2 separate regions of the Muntiacus reevesi genome follow, and region 2 is linked to region 1. A link is a contact called in public Hi-C data. All regions are on one chromosome and are shown on one strand. The core of a region is the stretch at or near the end of the contact, and the rest is flanking DNA. Distances in the headings are between cores, read along the strand shown. Region 1 holds the start of QSER1 (glutamine and serine rich 1). Region 2 holds the start of EIF3M (eukaryotic translation initiation factor 3 subunit M).

Region 1 (3,008 bases), core at 230-2,729:
ATCAGAGATAATGTATCAGATTTATTGTCTTCTACGATGCCTGTCTTATTTGTTTAACCTTCATGTTAAACTTATCTTGCGGGGCAGATTTCTGTACTAAGCACATAAATAGGTGTTAAACCTGTATTGATTTTTTTAAAAGGGTGATGGTCAATCAACTTCACTGTTATTAACTTTTACTTTATGCCTTAAGGACCAAATAGTGATTTCTATGATTCTTGTTTCACTACTCATAAGTTACTAGAGGAAACAACAACTCTCACATACAACAGAGAACCGCAAATAATCTTTAATTCCCCTCCTCCCCCAAACAACCTGGACGCCGGACAGGAAACGTTTGGGTAGAGTCCTGCTGAAGTTCCAAGTCTCAAACAAAAAAATCCAGCACAGTGAGTTTAAATTTATGGTAATTAAAGTCATCCAGATGGTGGCTGTATTAATCAATGAAGAGGCAGTATTCATCTTGGGACAGAAGATTCTGAAACCCAGAATGAGAAAAATCCCCAAGGTGGGGGTGGGGACAGTTAATAAACGCCCCCCAGGGAAAGGTCCTTTCAACCAGGGTTGGAAAAGAATACGTTTGAATTTGAATCTCTTTGAATATAAATCTCCCCTAACAGCAGGAAAAGGGTCCTCTAGCCCAGCAAGCTTTGGGCAGGAAGGGAGTAAACGGAACTGTAAAACAGTCTGCTCAGCTGTTTCTGGTTTAGGACGAGGGGCAGAGAAAGGAGTCGCGATGTGGGAACTGAGTATTTGAGTAACTCAAAATAACTCGAAGGGTCAAATAACGAACTCCAGGCAAAGCGTTGACAAGCCTCCCCCACCGCAGCACCCCGCGCCGGGTTTCCACTCAGTTTCCCCCTCCTTCGCGGAGGACGCCGGCAGGCGCGGCCCCTTCCCACGCGGGGCGCGGCGAGAGCCGACGGCTCATCCAGAAGCAGCCGAGGGCGGGAAGTCCGCGGCTCGCGGGCTAGGGCTGGAGGCCGCCCCTGCGACTCCCGGAGCCGGCCTGGGCCGGCCAGGCCTCAAGCCTTCTCCGCCCGGGCTGGCCTTCCAGAGGCGGCGGCGGCAGCGGAGGAGGAGGCCGTCTCTGGCCCGCGAGCCGCGAGCGCGGGGCGCCGAGGGGAGGCGGGGCGAGGCCGCGGGGCGGAGGGGGGGGCGGGAGGTGCATCCTGGGAAATCCACCAACATGGGGCGCAGCCACCGCCGCCGCCGCCGCCGCGAGTCCCGGCCGCGGATGCCGCCGCTCCCCTGACGCCCAGCTGGGGCCTCGCGGCGCACCGCGGCCCGGCTTCCCCCGGCACAGACCGGCCAGCCCGCCCTCCGCCCGCTCGCCCGCGGCCATGTGAGGGGGCAGCTCCCTCCGCCGCCGCCGCCTCCTCTTCCTCCCCCCGCCCCCTCCCTCCCCTCCCGCCCCCCTCGCACTGGGCCCTAGAGGAGCCCCCACCGCAGCCCGCCCGCCCTCCGCCGCCCCCACGATGGACAGGAACTACACGACCTCCGGCTTCGCCGACCCGCCGCCGCCGCCGCCCGCGCCCCCCGCCGCCCCCTCCAGCGCCGCCGCCCCACCACCCCCCGCCCCCGCCTGGGCCTACGAACCCCGAGCCGCGGCCGCCGCCTCCAGCAGCAGCGGCAGCGGCGGTAGCAGCCCCAGCCTCAAGGCCAGGTAGGGAGGGTGGGCGGCGGGGGGTCCTGGCGGGCCGGGAAAGGCCGGGGATGCGTTTGGGGCCTTTGCCCCCGTGCAGCACCGCCCGAGGGTTCGGGTCGGCGGGGAGCCCCCCCTGCTCGTCTCCTCGCCCTCACCGTGCCGGGAGAGGCGGCTGGTAACTCCTGTGGGGTGGTTTCGGGGTGGGTGGGGGCGCCCGATGCGGGATTCGCAGCGGGGGAGCGTGGGTAAAAGGGAGGCTTGGGCGGGAGTCGTGGGTCCCCTTCACCTCCGCGTCCTGGGCTCTCACATGGTGAAGTTTGGGTTCCTGGCTGAACTCCGCGATCAGGGAAACTCGGGACTCGTGCCGGGGGGCCAAGCGGGGCGCCGAGGAGTTCGGGGCAGTGACATTCCATTGTATTGTGACGGACAATGTGGTCTTGGGGGCCCGGGCGGTGAGCGTGAGGGTGGGGGAGGCGGGAGCGCTAGAGGCGCGGAGCCGAGTCCCTGACACTGGGGGACCTGGGGCGAGGGGGTGGCCTGTGCTGCGGGAGAATCCCGGGGACGTGGGGCCTGGGAGGGGGCCCCGGGGATGCGAACGCTGCGCCTGGGCTGGGTGACATATGTTCGCAGTGGTGGCCAAGATGAAGCTGTTTCTCTTCCATGCGTTCAAACTTATTCTCGGGTGTCCTCCTCTTAACAACAGCAGGAAGTAAGGAATCTCTCTTTGCCTTCTGTGTTTTGGGGTGATTAAGAGTTGGGAAGAAACCGGAGGTGGGGGGCGGTCAGTGAAGGCCGTAAAGGTTGAAGAACCGAAGCATGCTTCTCCATCTCGTTTCTGAAGCCACGGCTCATTATGTAGCGTGGGGTTCAAGAGTTCATCTTTGCTTCAGCATGACCAAGGGAATCTAAAATGTTGACTCTTACTAGATGTTTAAGCTCGCGGGAAATGTGTAGTGGTGCTACACTGCGAAACGGTCCATTTGAATGATAACTGGAAGGCGTGGTTTGGTTTGGACGATTTGGGAGCGGGGTGTTTTAAAGCCACCTCTGCCGAACAATGCAGAAATCTGGTAGGTGCAGCTTCGGATTACGAGGACCAGGGAATCCTGGGTTGCTAATGACTTCATCCTCAGCTACCAACAGGAAGCGTCGTGGCTTTATGATCTCATCAGATTTTTTTTATTATTGTCACAACAGAAGTGAACTTTTTTTTTTTTACTTTATATATATTACAGTATTCTAGGTTTTCTTCTTTTGTAGAAGTTGCACGTTCATGATTTGGAAAGTATGTGCGAAGAGTAACTGGTCTTTGTCTTAGATAATACCTTGGGATGATTGTTGAGAGAATGAGAAAAAATTC
Region 2 (3,008 bases), core at 331-2,830, 240 kb before region 1:
TTCTACAGGTTTATATAAGTGGAATTATACAGTATGTCTGGCTACTTTCACACAACAAATTATTTTGATTCATCCATATTGTTGCATGTATTGATATTTCATCATTTTTATTGCAAAGCAGTATTCCATTACATGAATATATAACAACTTGTTTATCCATTCACCTGTGTTTTGGGGGGGGTTTTTGACCATGCTATGCTACTTGTGGGATTTCGGTTCCCCGATCAGGGGTTGAACTCAAGCCATGGTGGTGCAAGTGCTGAATCCTAACCATTGGACCACCAGGAAACTCCATCCATTGACACGCTGATGAACATTTGTTGTTTCTTATTTGGGACTATTAAAAATAAAGATGTTGCCTTTTTGTAAAATAGCTCCTCAAAAAGCTAAACATAAAGTTAACATATAAGCTAGCAATTCTACTCCCAGGAAAAAGAAATATAAACACATGTTCATGCAAAATCTTGTGTATGAATGTTGCTTGAAGCATTATTCATAGTAGGCAAAAAATGCAAACAACCTAAATATGCACCCACTGATGAATGGATAAACAAAATGTGGTATGTGCATAACAATGGAATATTATTCAGCAATAAAAAGGAATGAGGGATTAACACATGCTACTAGCTCAAAAACATGCTAAATGAAAAAAGCCAGACATAGGTCATATATTGTTATGTTTCCATTTACACGGAATGTCCAAAATAGACACACTCCTTGCACCTGCTTCAAGTCCTTTCCTGGCTGTCTTCTGCATAAACAGGTTTCCTGCAGATTTGTTTATTGGTCCTTTCCTCATTTCCTTCAGTTCTCCTTAATATTTGATCCATTTTCTTTGCTCAGTCTTAAAAGGCATGCACACACAATCATACACACACCACTCCTTTCTCTATTCTTCTCATAATACTACCAGTTACGTGACTATTGAATAACAGCTAAGACATAGAGTTCACCGTGTTTTAATTGCTTTATTTACTAATTTACTTAGTCCTCACAACACCACCAGGAGGTAAGTACTTGATTTTATTTTTCCAACAGGAAGATGAAACGCTGCGGTTAAGCAATTACCCCAAATCACAAATCCATCAAACGCTGCAGCAGGGATTCCACCCCAGAAAACTCGATTCGGCAGCCTGTGCTGTAAAACAAGATGCCATCCAGGAAAGTCTTTCTAATTACTTCGTATTGTTGTGTTCTGTGCGCCTCACTCAATGTAAGTTGCCGGGGCGGGAGTTTACCTTGAAAACTATTGCTATCCCCAAGGCAGAGAGCGCTGCCTGCTAGATAGTCCCTCAATAAAAGTTTAAAAATGGGTTAAATTAGAAGTCGGAAAAAAAAAAATTGGCTTAAAACTTCAAAATGCTAGGTAGGCTCCGCGAGCCACAAACGCAGCAGTAACTGGAAAGACAGCCTGCTACCCAGCCGGGTTACCCAGCTACCGAAGTTAGAGGCGGCAGGAGGCGGTCCGGGAAGGTGGCCCTTTGGGCGTGCCCCGGCTCCTCCCTGCCCCGCCCCCAGCCAGAATGCGTGCTGGGATTGGTCTCCGTGGTTCCGCCCCTGACGATGACCCCGCCCCACAAGACCCGCGGTGGGTGACCCGGAAGCGTTTGTGAGGCGCCGCCGCGCGGCCCAGCTCCCTTTTCCGGTCGGCGTGGTTTGCGAGCGCAACGTCCACGGCGCCAGGGCCTTCACCATGAGTGTCCCGGCGTTCATCGACATCAGCGAGGAAGATCAGGTGCGCCCCCGGGCCGCGGATGCCGCCAGGGTGGGAGGTGGGGGGAGACTCAGGGATGTGAGGGGCCGCGTCGGGTTTGAGCCCGGGCCAGGCGCGCGGAGCGCTGCCCCGCGGAGCCAGCCCCGGAGTCGAGAGCCGCGGTGGTGTCCTCCGCATCCGGGAGTGGGCAGGCCGAGAGGCAGGGGCGCACGTTCCGGGTCTGGAGTTGCATCAGCCCTCCCGCCGGCGCTCCCAGCGCTGGTCCCAGGCCCGACGGCCTACTTCCTGGTCGGCGTCAGGACTCTTCCAGCTTGGGTCACTTCTGTCTGTCGACACTACTTTTGACTCACTGAGAAGGGTATCTGCTTCCGTGCCCGAAATGCAGCCACATCCGGAGTGGGAGGTGGCGACTCCTCAGACGGCGTAAGCAGTTCAGGGAAAAATAATTTGGTACTAAAGATCAAGATGGCTTTACTACTACGTGAACGTATGTAGACTGTATTTTATTCTCTTGCTTGAGCAAGAGTGAGAGTTCTGAAAGCATACCGTCAGTTCCACCCCCAGAATTTTGAGACATACACCTGGTGAACGGTCTTAATATTTTTGTTTCTGTTTGCTCTTTTGTATGAATGCGTGGGTAATGCTTCTCATTTTAAACTGAGAAGTTTAAAGTTCAAGTTGAATTAAACTTGAAGTGAGTTTCTCTTAATTTTGCAGAACTGAAAACTATTCTAAGTGTTGTCATTCTGTAGTTTTCTGCTACTCTACTAAGATGGAAATTTTGGTTTCGATAGAAGAGAAAACATTACTAGTCTAAGATAACTTTCAGTCCTGAAGAACAGAGTAAGGGAAAGAAAGATGGGGGGGGGGGGAAGCTAGGGAAGGAGTTGAGCATTATTAGAAAAGATGTGGAAGGGAAAAAAGCCTATCTGATGAGGAATGGAATCATGTTATCAACAGTAGGCTATTAGGTTACTGGGAAAATGAAGTTACTTGTTTTTTATTTTTTTTTCCCTAATGGAAAAGGGTTGTTGATGCAGGAGGATTTTGCCATTGATTATATTAAAGTGTTTTTTCTAGTTAGGTTATGCTACTGTTCTTGTTTCACCCTGGCCATTCCTTTTGGGTAAATAGATGGTTGCTTTAGGAATTTAACTTCCGTCAAGTTCTCCGATTAGAGTAACCACCCGTGGCCAGTAGGAATACCAGATGAAAACAGCCTAGTGTTGATTGAATAGTTTGCTTAAATAAATGCCTTTGGGGGAGGGGGGCGTGGCGTACTATGTCTCCTTCA

Evidence for each region. Hi-C and Micro-C count contacts between places; a contact is called where the count stands out from the background.
Region 2: a Hi-C map of muscle shows a contact between it and region 1, with 4 times the contacts expected there. The contact joins the promoter of EIF3M here to the promoter of QSER1 in region 1. A contact is called at or near these places in 2 of 3 Hi-C or Micro-C datasets (blood and muscle).

The regions. Positions count from the first base shown.
Region 1 is chr9:28,097,946-28,100,953 of mMunRee1.1, reverse strand. QSER1 (glutamine and serine rich 1) reads left to right here and starts at 1,479. Exons shown (of 13, transcript XM_065943908.1): 1 at 1,479-1,666. The coding sequence starts at 1,479.
Region 2 is chr9:28,339,107-28,342,114 of mMunRee1.1, reverse strand. It overlaps EIF3M (eukaryotic translation initiation factor 3 subunit M), which reads left to right and starts at 1,580. Exons shown (of 11, transcript XM_065943845.1): 1 at 1,580-1,735. The coding sequence starts at 1,694.